Regions from separate parts of the Hordeum vulgare genome. Here region 2 is linked to region 1. A link is a contact called in public Hi-C data. All regions are on one chromosome and are shown on one strand. The core of a region is the stretch at or near the end of the contact, and the rest is flanking DNA. Distances in the headings are between cores, read along the strand shown. Region 1 has its middle 140 kb from the start of LOC123425873. Region 2 holds the start of LOC123425532 (NADP-dependent glyceraldehyde-3-phosphate dehydrogenase).

Region 1 (7,239 bases), core at 2,948-5,447:
TATAACCCGTCTCGCACGTTGTTGGTCAAAGCAATGGACCTCCACACGACTTTGCAAAATGGGCTAGCTTGTCACAGATAACCTTGCCAGGGGTGCCTCAAGACAAAACCCACTTTGTGCATGTGGCCCAAAGATATATATATATATATATATATATATATATATATATATATATATATATATATATATATATATATATGAAAGTGGTATGTGGTATAAATTTGACCAATGCGCAAATTTGATGTGCAAATTTGACCAATGCGCAAATTTGATGTGGTACCTTGCTTTGGAACCGTAAAATCCCCACACCGAGCGAGGGTTCTCGACACGTAGCATGCGCTCAAACTCATTTAGGCATGGATTGATCGACCTACTATACGGTAACACGAACCAAAGAACAATAATCTACCCTGGTAACCTTTCTCGTCGTCGGTCGAAATGATGGACATGCACGCAGGCCCACGAATATATACATAGGCTTGTCGTCGATAACCAAGCGAGTAAGAGTGTCCAAAGACAACTATTGCATGCATGTGTCCCAAACATATTTATGGAGGTGCGTGATCTATTCATATACGTTGAATACACAATGCACAACATTGATGTGGTGCATGCGTTAAAAATTGCACATTAATTCCCCAGACACAGCAAGAGGTTCACTACATGTCGTTTATGTGCTCGCCCCCCCTCCCCCACCACCACCACCACTTCGTTCAAGTTGGATGGATTCAGTGTACACATGCGCTATTATGTAATCTCACACCTTGACCTATACCGTGAGACAAACAAAAAATTAATATCGTTCTCGGTCAAATTAATTAACGTCTCTCGTTGTTGGTGAAAGTGATGGACCAAGCGGACCCATAGATCGAAGCATCCCCGATAACCGCGTGAGTAAGTGCCACACGACAACCACCATCGCTTACAAGGATTGAATATTAGTCACCCTGGATGAGCAATAGTTATTCTTCACCGCCTTCTTTTTTCATATCAACGCATCGCAAGTTTAAATTCTGTAAATTTTATCGTATTTTATACGTAAAAAAAGACCGTAAGAAAATATATATTCATCGTAAAAAATATTTTATGTCATTTAAAATTATAAATACAAAAATACATTGTAAAATATACATAAAATACGATGTTTCTGGTCTTATGACCTATATTTTGTTTTCTTATGTCAAACTTTACGTAGAGAATCAATATAAATGTAAATTTTTGCATTGCAGATGTAAGTTATTTATGAAATGATCGTAAGATTACCTCCGGTGAAGAATAACTTTGATATATAGGGTCGCGCTATTCGTTACCCTGGGTGAGGAATAGTTATTCTTCACCCCCTCTATTTTTAATACCAATGCACCATAATTTTACATTCCGTAAATTTTGTCTTATTTTATACGTAAAAAGAGACCGTAAAAAATATAATCAACGTAAAAATATTTTTTGTCATGTAAAATTACGATCATATAAAAATAGTGCAAAAAATACAAGAAATTTAATGTTTTCTGGTCTTGTGACCTATGTTTTTGTTTTTCTTTTGTTAAATTTGACGTTGTGCTTCAATATAAATGTAACTATTTGTATTTTAAATGTAATTTTTTTATAAATTGATTGTAAGATTATCTCGGATGAAGAATATATTATTCTGCATCCTAAGTGATGCATAGAGTTTCTATATATATAGCAGAAATACATCCTACCACTCAGGGATAGTTACCCCCACATGTTCCATATACTATCATGTGGTAGTGTGTATACTAATTTATTATTTTATCTATGTTCATATAATATATAGAAGATGTTTTAAAGTGACTTACACTAAAAAATTACAAGTTAACCCATAATTTTTGTTATATTTGTAAAATATGTATATATTTGTATGTAAAAAAGAGCATACACAAAATATGATATATATTATCAAAAAGATAGTATATATACTACCTAAACATTATTATATATACTATATATTACGTGTACATACTCTTTGATTTGATAGATACTACATACAACATACAAAACGTAAGTGATGTTAACTACGTGGTGGTATATATATATATATATATATATATATATATATATATATATATATATATATATATATATAAAGTCTATTTCTCACTCGGATGCAAAACAAGTCTATTTCTTCATCTAGGTAATCTTATGACCGTTTCGTATATAAATTACATTTGGAATACAAATAGTTACATTAATATTGATCCATTACTTAAAATTTGATGTAAAAAATAAAAAATATAGATCTGTTCTGCTAATATTAGCAGAATAGTTATTCAGCAAACACTTTTCAACTACACGTTCAATGCTAGTGCACTATATTCATATCAAACCAGCATTGTAATGTCACAGAAAAAACTGCACGCGTTTTTAAACACCGATTTTGCTTCAGTTTTTAAACCGTTTGACCGAACAAGGTGTATAATATACGTTGGATTGCTACGGAAAATTTCCAACTTCGTCATGTTAAACACTTTTTGAGATTTATCATGGTTTAAGAGCAGTTTCAAAAATAGTGAGCGGATGACGGGATGCAACGAGTGTATTTTCGCGTTTTTTTTCTAAACTGCTCGTCGGAATGAAGTAAACGATATGGCGCTTGAAAGGTATCATCGGGGCGTAACTTTTTCATATATATTTTATTCTCTAATTCCCTACAGTTTGAGAGTAATATTAAATTTACTAAGAAAACAGAATTCTGTTTTTTAAGATTATCGATTTTTTGTACGTTTTTTGCTGCAGTTTATAAGCGGTTCATTGGAACGAGGCGTACGATACAAAGTTGAAAAACTGTGGAATAAGAGCAATTTTCATACGTTGGTCATTTGTTAAGATTCCTTATGGTTGTAAATGAATTTTGAAAACAATGCCACTGTCTACGTGTTGCAGCGAGCGTATTTTCATAAAAAAAATTCAAACCGCTCGTCGGAACGAAGCAAATGATACAGTGTTGAAATGATATCGATGAGGCGCAACTTTTTCATGTAGAACATCCTCCTAATTCATTATAGTTTAAGAACAGTTTTGAAATTATCGACGCGTTTATGATTTGAAAATGTTCATGATTTGAAATTACCCTAATTCATACGTTCCTCAAATTTTGTTCACCAATTCTAAAAATGTTCATGATTCGAAAATGTTCAGGAATTTTAGAAAAAATTCTTCATCTTTTTAGAATAGTTTTTTTTAAATGTACGTAAATTCAAAAAATGTTCGTGTTTCAAAAAGTGTACATAAGTTGAAAAATATTCTCAGTTCAAAAATTATTTACAAATTTCAAAAAATGTTACTTTTTTCATAAATTGGTCACAATATTCATAAAATATTCTTGTTTTCACATTTTTATAAAAAATGTTCCTGTTTTACAAAAAACATTTCTATTTGTTTTTAATTTATTCACAAATTGAAAACAATTCAAACTTTGTTCAGCAATTCTAAAAATGTTGGGGAGTTTTCGAAAATGTTCTTCATTTTCTAAATAATGTTTCCCTTTTCAAAAAATGTACGTAAATTCAAAAACAATTGTGTTTCAAACAGTATACATATGTTGAAAAAATGTTCCTGCTTCAAATATTGTTTACATATTTCAAAATAATTTATTTTTTTTAAACATGTTCTAAGTTTTTAAAATGCTCCTGTTAATAAATTTCTTTGTGTTTTTAAAATTTCTTTAGATATTCAATAAAATTTCAATTATAACCTGTGTTTGTAAATACGAAAGCTGTTTAAGTTTCAGAAAGTCAAAAAACTTCAAAATGGTAAGATTTTTGAAAAAAGAGAAAGAGAAACACAATAGAACATAAAGAATAAGAGAAAAAAGAAAAAATGAAAAGGAAAATAAGTAAATAAAAATAGAAAAGAAAACAAGCTGATTAACTGGCCCGGTACAGTCGATTCGCTAGCGGCAGTGGCCCAGTCGCTTTTCCCCGGCCTATGCGAAGCTACAGCTATTGAAGGCACAATGCATCCAATAGAAGGTCCTGCGCGTTTGTTCCCGTTGGCCGCACTTTTTTTTGTGAAATATTACTAGCCAACAACAAAAAGAAAGAAAAATGGGCGTCCGTTTGCAATTTTCGAAGAAACAAACGTCTCAAGCACCGAATATACGATTAGTGCTGTGCAATTCCTATATGACGCCCCATGCGGCAGGTTAACGTTGAACCGGACATGCATGGAGATAGCGATGCTATAATTGGCCGACCATTTAGGGCACGCTTGGATTGTCGGTTTGGTTCCAATACCTGTGTATAATTGCTACAGACCTCATATGGTCGTTTTTATTTTAGCCAAAAATCGCACTACAACCGTTAATATACACTTATAAAACAATTTACATACGGTTCTGGTCTTGGGAACCTTTGTGGACGATTTTTGGAACTTTCCAGAAGGTTCTTCAACCAGTTTTATGTTCGTTCTTTCTTTAGTGTATTCTTTGTTTTCCATTTTTTTTGTTTTCTAAAGAATACAAATTTTCAAAAATATCAACAATCTTTGAAGAATCTTCAATATTAAAAAATTGCTTCTCTTAGAACGTTGCTAATCTAATCATCAAAACATATGCTACAATTAGTAGTGGACATGTATAAATGCTAAAATTAATTAATTAGTACGGTAGTATGCGAGGGGATGGTGGACTATGTATAACCAACCCATTGGTAGGGTGTGTTTGCTTGCACAGATATTCTCCGAATGACAAGGATATCCCTTCTATGTGAGGGATGCCATTTGTTTGGATCCGAGGCGAGGAAGGACAAGGGTAGCCACATGCTAAGAATATTTCCTCAAAAAGGGGATGGGGTCAACCGCCCAAAACGGGGGGTCGCCGCAGCATCCCTCCTCTCCGCCCTCCGCGGCGCCGGCCGCTCCTCTCCGCCCTCCGGGCCACCCGCCGCTCCTCTCCGTCGTCCGCGCCACCCGCCGCTCCACTCCGCCCTCCGCGTCGCCTTTCGTTCCTCTCCTTCCTCCGCGTCGTCGGCCGCTCCTCTCCTACCTCCGCGCCGCCGGCCGCTCCTCTTCGCCTTGCGCGCCGCCGTCCATTCCTCTCCTTTCATCGCGTCGTCGGCCGCTCCTCTCCTACCTCCGCGCCGTCGGCCGCTCCTCTCCGCCCTCCGCGTCGCCGGTCGCTCCTCTTCGCCGTGCGCGCCGCCGTCCATTCTTCTCCTTCCTTCGCGCCGTCGGCCGCTCCTCTCCTACCTCCGCGCCGCCGGCCGCTCCTCTCCGCCCTCCGCGACGCAGCTCCTCCCCTTCCTCTCTCACCAGTCGGCCGTCTCCTTCCTCCGCGCTGCCGCTCCTCCCCTTCCTCTGTTACCAGCTGATCGTCTCCTTCCTCCGCGCCGCCACTCCTCCCCTTCATTTATATCCCTCAAACCAAACAGAACATGGGATAACACCATCCTTTCAACCAAACAAAAAAATGGCTATCCCTAACTAGGTGGTTGGGAATGCCCTTAACCACCCTAGCATGTCCCTACAACCAAACGCACATAAATACATATATGCAAGAACACTATGGCGAAGAAGATTAGAGGTTTTACCTCCATCGTGAGGGGGCTGAACCTGAATACTTCCACATGTTATCCCCCCATGCGTCTCGAGGCTTTGTTCCTCCCCCTCTCTTTCTATCAAAATTCACACCACGATAGTTATGACGAGTGTCGATGACGCCCGCAGCACGAGAGCTCACCATTGTTTATTTTTTTACTACAAAAGTCGTCTAAAACTACTATCCATTTGATCTAGATCATGTGCCTCGGGGGCGTTTGTTGGGATTTCAATCCCAGCGTTCGCCAGATAGTTTTACCATAAAAGAAAAGCATAACATATATACGTGGCTAAGAACATATATAGATGGACCTCTTAAACCCGTGTCAAACGTTTGGACGGGACGTTCGGTTGTCAAACGTGTGGACAAGACGTTCAATTATTGACCAGTCAAATGGAACGATTCAATTGAACCTCTTAAACCCGTCACAAATGTCCAAGGCTTCCAGTCACTGTCTGCATTGGTGGAGCCTCGTGGAGGGCAAAGCGGTTTGCGACACCCCCTCCCCCTTCCAAAAGTGAACTTTTTTATTTTACTACTAAGCATTGGTCCAGCTTATGAGTAAACAATTTTCCTCCCAGCCCAAATGGAAGGACGCGCTGTCAGTCTCTCACGCTCTCCTCTTCTTTCCCAAACCGCGTCTCCCTTCCTGACTTGCCTCCGTGGCAATTGAAATTTGCATTCATGACAACTTCTTATACGTGCGAAACCTTGATAGGCGTCTCCACAAGAGCAAAACCCCGTCCCTCCTTTTCAAGCTCGATATCCGTAAGGCTTTTAACACCGTCAAGTGGGAATACTTGCTTGACTTGCTACAGTGACGAGGCTTCCCATGCAAATTCAGGGACTCGATCGCGGTCCTACTCTCCTCATCCTCTTCGAGGATCATCCTCAACGGTATTGGCGGATGCCCAATCAAGCCTGGACAAGGCCTGCGGTAGGGGGACCCCGCATCACAGCTCCTCTTCGTCATCGCAATTGACCCTCTTCAAAGAATTCTTGATGTGGCCACGAGCAAGGGGCTCCTTCACAAGCTCAGAGGAAGAGGCCCCATGATGAGGACATATCTCTACGCAGACGATGTTGTCGTATTCTTGGTACCAATAAAAAATATGTGGACAACTTCGCAAGCATTTTGTAGGGCTTCAGAGAGGTCACGAGTCCCTGCACCAACTTTCACAAGAGCTCGTTCGTGCCCATCCGTTGCAACCAGATTAACTTGGGACGCTTAACGCAAAGCCTCCTGACGACTAGGACTTCCTTCCCCATGCGATATCTGGGTCTACCCTTTCCATTTGGAAGCTAAAGCTCGTGGACTTCCAATTTATTGTAGACAAGGCCGCGGGCATGCTAACAACCTACGAGGGGCAAAATATCACAACCATCGGTCGAACTGCCCTAGTCTGGTGTGTGATCACCTCTCAACTGGTCTACCCCGCAAGACCATTGGTCATTCCGCCAACCATCCTCCTCCACGTCAACAAGCTTGAAAGAGCTTCCCTATGGTCTAATGCGGAAAAAAGAACGGGGGCAAAATGCAAGGTGAACTGGGAGACTGTTTGCAGATCACGCGAGTATGGGGGGTGGGGGTCCTCAACACAAAAAAGGTCACATGTGTGCTCCGGTTGTGCTCACCGTGGTACGAATGGAAGGACCCCACTAAGATGTGGGTGGGGATGGGC
Region 2 (7,239 bases), core at 2,848-5,347, 200 kb before region 1:
GACTCACGGGTGGTCGATCATGGTAGGTGGGCTGGAACGCTGGTGTTAGCGGGCCCATGGGTGACCGATGTGTGAGGGGGAGATTGTTGGGTTTAGTCTCACATCGGTTGTGGGAGGAGACATAACACGACTTATAAAGGTGAGGGTGTCCCCTCCTAACAGGCTAGTCTTTTGGGGGGAGAGGGCCCAAGGCCTGTCATAAGTCGGTGTTGCTTTCCGGTTTGGCCTGTTGACGCATGTGAGTCGGAAACGTTGGTGTTAGCGGATCCGGGATTGCGTAACAGTGTTGAATATATATTTGTGCATGTATATTGTGTTATTGGGCCCTCCTCTTAGTCTCTATTGTATAGTTGAGGTAGAGGCTCATCTTGTACCTACATATACGTGCCTAGTGCATCCAATCAATATTGAGTGTTGCACAGCATAAACCTAATCTCCTACACTTTGCATAGTTATACAGCGATTCATCATCAACGAGAAGCATGCAGAACCAAGATTTGTGCTTGCTTTCATTTTGTTTTATTTCTTTTACTGTAAAACAGCCAAGGTACATGTAGAAGCATACAGATACAGATCTCCAAATCTCACGTGGTTACAAAACATTTGAATTCTCTACATCGTACTCGTGTGCTTATACAACGTCTGATTCCTGTACATGAACGTCTCAGCCCATGGTGTAGGATGGAGATGGCAGGTTTATGACAGTGCTCTTCACCTTGGTCATCATGTTTATGCTGTTGGTTATCCCCTGGGATCCTATTCCACTGTCCTTGAGACCCTGCAATCCAGATAGACATCACATTATATAGCAGCTGGAAGGAGAAAACGAACTTGTTGGACCAAATCCATGTTGATGTCGAGTCGCGGGCACGGTAGCGACAGTACCTGGAAGGGGAAATGGTCCGGTCCTCGAGCCGGGGCAGAGTTGATCTGCACCGTTCCAGTCTCCATTGCATCACTGATCATGATTGCCTTGTTGATGTCTCTAGTGAACACACATCCCTGGAATCCACAAACAATGAGCATCCAAGATTCATAATAGCCTAAAAAAAATTAGGGGTACATATAGGTTGACAGAACAATAGAGAAAGAGACCTGGAGTCCAAAGTTGCTGGCGTTGCAATGGTGGATGCCTTCCTCAACAGAGTTGATCCTGATCACTGGCAAAACAGGGCCAAAAGGCTCCTCCCAAGCAATCCTCATGTCAGGCCGGACATGATCCAATAGCAATGGCCAGATGAGGTTGCCTTCTCTCCTGTACTCTTGGCAAAAAGTTGCCCCTTTCTCCTTGGCATCCATTACCAAGCCTTCAATGAAATTTGCCGAGGATTCTGTTACAACTGGGGTGATATCACAGTCATCCTCTGGTGGGCCAACTTTCAGCTTTGCCAGTTTGGCATTGACCTTCTCCACGACGGCGTCAGCCACGACTTCCATGATCAGAACCACTTTGACTGCAGTGCACCTCTGGCCACTATGTTGATCACAAGTTCATGGCATATATATGTGAGTGTAACTTCAAGGAGCGCCATGGGTGCAAATAAGATGAGATAGACAGTAGAAAGAAATAAAGCACAAGCATAAACTGAAACAAAAAAAGACACAATGTTCAACAATACTCACAATAAACAGTATGAGTTATGACATGAGGATGGGAGCATGTGACTATGTGAGCTAAGGAAAAGCATATGACACCACTATCTGTTATACATGGCACAACTTGGATGACATGTGTTCTGTTAGCGAAGATGGTATATCCATTTCCAGTTGTTGCTTGTGACTCTTCTAAGAAATGGCAGGCCATAAATTCAACAAATTCCAGATCCCCAATAAATTCAACATGTGTGGTCTAGCCCTATGAAACACCACACGATCAATTTTCTTATCTCAGTACCTGTATGAGAAGCCTCCTTTTACTATGTTTGCTGCGACTAGATCGAGGTCCGCATCCTCTAGCACAATGCAGGCATCTTTTCCTCCGAGTTCCATCTGAAGCGGGACCATCCCGGCCTTCTTCGAAATGGCTATACCGGTATCGCCTCCCGTGAAACTAAGAAACAAACAAAAATATGAATTTTTCGTCTCGTTGAAAATACAAATGCTAGAAGCAGAAGCAAGTCATTATTCACCTTATGCAGTTGACTCCGGGATGCATTGTAAGAAAATCACCTATTTCAGAACCCTTCCCAGTAACACAACTAATCAGGCCCTTTGGGAAACCGGCCAGGTGAAAGCAGTGTACCATATGGAGGGCTGCCACCGCGCCCTGATTTCGCACAGTAGCACTTCAGAATTCAGATAAATCTTTTCTAATAAGATTAAAATGCAGAAATGAAATCATATACCTGAGTTGGAGGCTTGAGCACAAGAGAATTTCCAGCAATTAGCGCTGGGCCAATCTTAGAAACCGCCAGGTTGACAGGATAGTTAAATGGTGGGATTGCCAAAACTACTCCAAGGGGTACCTTTACGAGTGAGATGGCATGAGATGCAGGGCAAGATAACATGGATGTTTCATTAGTGTAGTAACCACGGATGATTTATCAGATCAGATATCTGAGCAGGTGTACCTTGGAGCTCAAACAGTACTTGTTGCGCTCATTACCGGGGAAGCTATCAGATACCAGCAGCTTGCCCTCCCCTAGTATCCGGACGCCCTCCTCGGCTGTGTACGACACCAAATCGCCAGACCGCACCACCTATATATCAAACCAAACCAAGCATCTCTTGTCTCTTAGCATCGGAAGAAGAAGAACACTAGAACTCCCTCCGTCCGGAAATACTTGTCATAAGAATGGATGTATCTAGATATATTTTAGTTATAGATACATTCATTTTTATTCATTTGTGCGACAAGTAATTCTGGACGGAGGCGTAGTTCTCAACGACAGCAGCAGAAGGGGGACACATGGACAGTGCAAACGCTGGTGACCTCAGAAACGGCATCCTTGGCCGGCTTGGCAATCTCCTTGACCAGGCACTCGGCGATCGGGGTCTTGTGCTCCTTGAGGATGGCCGCCGCCTTGTGGAGGAGTTCCGCGCGCTTCCACAGAGGAGTCCGCGCCCACGCCTTCTGCGCCACCTTGGCGGCGTCCATCACCTTGTTCACCTCCTCCTGTGTACATGCTGAAGAAGGGCGGCCAAACCAAATTTCTCATCAGCAACAGAAGCTCTAGGAATCTGGATTTTGTCATACGATTCTACGCAACAGTGCTACATGGATTATACTCCGTATATGATATACGCGGTCCTACCATCACCATGGAGCTTCTGTTTTGAACGATTTCTGACCACATTGCTCAGCGAATTATATAAGTCAGGTTCAAAAGTTGATTTCTATACTCTGGAAAATTCTCATCAAGTTCATTTAACAGGGGTCAGGGGTCATTAAAGATTTTAAGAATCGAAAGAGACATCGGTCAATTCGTAAAACTGATGGTGAGTGCGTGCGGAGTACAGTATTAGTTGCACCGATGAAACTTATGTTTGCTTCGTAAGTATCGAAAGATTTCAACGACACTAATAAGTCACCGTCAAGCATTCAATTACTTCAGGCAGCAGAGCAGAGCACTCTGAGGCTCTCAGAGCAGAGCACTCTCAGGCTCAAGCATTCAATCACTTCAGGGAGCATGTTAAAACTGCTCCAGGGTCTTTCCCAGGACCAAGATGCACAGCTTAGCCGCTCACACAGCCAGGTCACACTGCTCCTGAGTCCTGAGAGTCAGCTAGCGCATAGTTCTGTTGGCCGGAAAGAATAAACAAGAGGAGGATCAAGCGCGGCACCTTGCACCCTGTACTGCGTCTGGCGGGTGGTGGGGTTGACGATGGCGACTGTCTTGCCGGAGGCGGACGCGCGCCACTCCCCGTCGGCGTAGTACTTGTAGACCTCCCCGTCCAGCACGTCCGCGAACACCCCCGTCCCCGCCATCGGGGAAGAAGAAGAAGAAAAAGCAAGTGGATGGACGTGCGGTGTGTGGTGGTGGTGCACACTGGTTACTGGTTAGCTACTAGCGATGTGTTGTGTGGTAGTGCTACTGGCGGTGAGGGGCTCGGGGGGAGCGGTGGTTGGTGCTGATGGGTGCGCGAGTGGTGCAGCGGTGGCGGGGCGGGATTAAGTAGAGAGCGGAGGAGGAGGAGGATGATGGCCACGCGTGGGCGGGTGGTCGGCTGCGACGGGTGTGATGGAGAAGCGAGGAAGCGGACGGAGAAGCGAGGAGTACGTACTACCACGCGACGCGGGAGAAAACCTCGTGCGCCTATACGGGTGGCAGATCCAGTTGCCGCAGACTCACCTGAGCTGTGTGATCTGTGTGTGCGGCCGGGTTCGGGGCCATCCCTCTGGCCGTCAATGGTACTCCCTCCGTTTTTAAATATAAGTCTTTCTAGAAATTTCACTAATGGACTACATTCGGATGTATATAAAAATATTTTAGAGTATAAGTTTAATCATTTTGTTTTGTATGTAGACCCTTAATGAAATCGTTTAAAAAAATTATATTTAGGAACGGAGGGAGTAAGTCAGGAAATCATCGAGCTCCCTCCCGCCACACGTATCAACCACTCCAACCCGCTGCCCAATCCGGGCAGTTTGAACGCCCGGGACCGTGCCATTGCCACTGCTGCCATGGACCACCGTGAGTGCGCGCACGCCGCGGCCCAGCTCCATTCTCCGGGAAGGGACGGTGGCTGGCGCCGGCGGCGTCCACGTACGCTCGGCGTGCTCGAGGTACCGGTGGAGTCGCGTTCGTGATGTTGGGCGGCGAACCGCCACGACATGATTGGTATATACGTAACTAAAAACAGGTTGAGGCCCAGGCCTCGTCCGGATCGATAGCGCCTTGAAACCGAATGGAATGCCGTCTGCGGGAAAGAAGTGATGCGCGGTCATGGAGAGCCCCGGCCGGCCGGTACGAACCTGGCCGTCGTCAATTTGTTACTGTATTTGTGAGGTACAGGAAACGGAGGAACTGAAACGACGCTACTCGCGTGACTGCAACTGACTGGTGACATACCCACGGCTCATCATGCCTATACTCGATACACTTGAGTTCATTTTACGATGAAATTTCGTTCCTTGCGAATAAAAACAAACACGCTTTAGGTAGTACTCCCTCCGTTCCTAAATATAAGTCTTTTTAAAAGTTTCACTAATGGACTATATATGGATGTATATAGACATATTTTAAAGTGTATTTTCCTTCGTATGTAGTCTCCTAATGAAATATCTAAAAAAACTTATATTTAGGAACGGAGGGAGTATATGCCAGTGGGCTGAAAATTATTTTCGGGTAAGTCGATTTTTTCTTCTTTGAGTTCTCTGCTCTGCTTTTTTTGGTGGCTGTTTTGTGAGCTTGGCTAGTTTTTTGGCTGACCGCATATTCGGGTAGTCAATTTGCTACTGGCCTAAAGCCCATTAACTATTCTGCCCAGCCCTCCCTCTCAGGAAATCCTATTTTAGCACCGCAGATGCCGGTTAAAGGTAAATTTTGCTAACCGACGTCTGCAGCACTTCGAAGGCCAGCCCGTTTAGAGTCAGATCGTGTTTTAGCCCGTGCACTCTTTTTTTAAATTAATGAACTTTTTTGAAAATTGATGTTTTTTAAAAATTTTGAACTTTTATAAAATCGGAGAACATAATTTAAAATTCGTGAACTTTTTTCAAAATCAGTGAACTGTTTTTAAAAACTGATGAGCTTTTTTTTGAAAATCAATAATTTAATATTCGAATTTTGTGAACTTTTTGAAAATACATAAACATATTTCAAAAATGGGTGAACTTTCTTTATAGTCATTGAGATTTTTTCGCAAATGTGATTTTTTTTTAAAATCTATGAACTTTTTTCGAATTTTAAGGACTAACACATTCAACATGGGCCGGCCCACGAGAAGGAGCCCTGCAGGCGCCGGTTTGTCTAACCGGCGCTTAGGGCGACGTATAGGAACTCCCCTCCCTCCCTCCCTTTGTTTCTTTCTATGTTTCCTTGTTTGGATGCATTTCTCCATTTGTATTTTGTTTTTCTTTATTGTTATTTTCTTCTGTGGGTATTTTTAGAAGGGATTTACTACATCTACGTACAGGACCTACGTAAACCTACGCGAAGGTTGAGTTGGCATGGTTTAATTGGAGCAAAAAGTGACCCAGGCCCCACCTACGAGAATCGAGGGGGAGAAAATATTAGATTAGAGGAAGTTACGTAAGAGTGCGTAACCATTTTGTGTAGGTGTAGGATTATTGTTTTTAGGATATTGGGTGAGTGTAAATGTATATACAAAAACAATAGTGAACCAACTTGTGGTTGGATGGTTAGAGGAGCAGTGGTATCCCCAACCCATCAGGGTCAAGTCCTCGTACTCGCATTATTCCTGAATTTATTTTAGGATTCCAGCGATGCGCATTCAGTCAGAGGAGACGTTTCCGTCGATGACTAGGCGCCTACGATGACTTCGTAAATCTCAAGATGATATGTCAACTCAGTCTCTCGAAGGTGCTCATAGGAGTAGGGTATGCTTATGTGCGTTCATAGACGTGAGTGTATGCGTATTTATATATGCGCTTGCATCTGTACTATGTTTTAAAAAATACGTGTGAAAATTACACTATTATATGATTTTTTTATTCTATACTATCAAAAGTGCAATTACACTAAAAAGTTGTGTGCAAGTTTCTTTTTTAACTTTTTTCATTATCTTCCTTCTTAAAGTGTAATATGAATGACGCCAAAATTCATTGTTCCTTATAAAATTTATTATTATTTTGATTAGATATTATTTCATTTCCTTTCTTCTTTAAGGGTAATACCAATGTCACTAATTCATTCCTTCTTAGAATTTAATTTTTGCAAAAAATCACTATTATATGTTTATTCTTGCATATTTTAAAAAAGGGCAATATTTGTGTATATTGTGTGCACATTTTTTTCATTGTTTTAAACTCTTTATTTATTTTACTTCTTCTTAAAGGTTAAACCAATGCCAAAATTTCATTTTTTCTTAGAAAATCTTATTATTTAAATTTTCTTTTATTTCATTTTCTTTCCTCTTAAAGGTTAATACTAGTGTTACTAAGTCATTTTCCTTATAAAACTTCATTATTTTATTTTTAAATTACTAGTTTATTTTGTTCTTCTTTAAGGGTAATACCAATGCCACTGGTTCACTGTCTCTTAGACAATTTATTTGTGCAAAAACTTCACTACCATATGCATATTCTTGCATATTATTCAAAAGCGCAATTTTTTG

Evidence for each region. Hi-C and Micro-C count contacts between places; a contact is called where the count stands out from the background.
Region 2: a Hi-C map of leaf shows a contact between it and region 1, with 2.7 times the contacts expected there. The contact joins the promoter of LOC123425532 here to the enhancer-like site in region 1. A contact is called at or near these places in 2 of 6 Hi-C or Micro-C datasets (leaf and seedling).

What each region holds. Positions count from the first base shown.
Region 1 is chr2H:133,744,894-133,752,132 of MorexV3_pseudomolecules_assembly, reverse strand. No RefSeq gene overlaps it. Among protein-coding and RNA genes, the nearest start is that of LOC123425873, 140 kb to the right of the region's middle. Within about 2 kb of position 4,197, at least 2 of the 3 cell types and tissues checked have open chromatin away from gene starts, as enhancers often do. A contact at or near this core is called in leaf, where this site is marked.
Region 2 is chr2H:133,946,711-133,953,949 of MorexV3_pseudomolecules_assembly, reverse strand. LOC123425532 (NADP-dependent glyceraldehyde-3-phosphate dehydrogenase) reads right to left here and starts at 4,097. Exons shown (of 9, transcript XM_045109221.1): 1 at 3,784-4,097; 2 at 2,933-3,126; 3 at 2,571-2,699; 4 at 2,346-2,465; 5 at 2,130-2,266; 6 at 1,895-2,050; 7 at 1,096-1,474; 8 at 886-1,002; 9 at 504-778. The coding sequence starts at 3,928. The coding sequence ends at 665.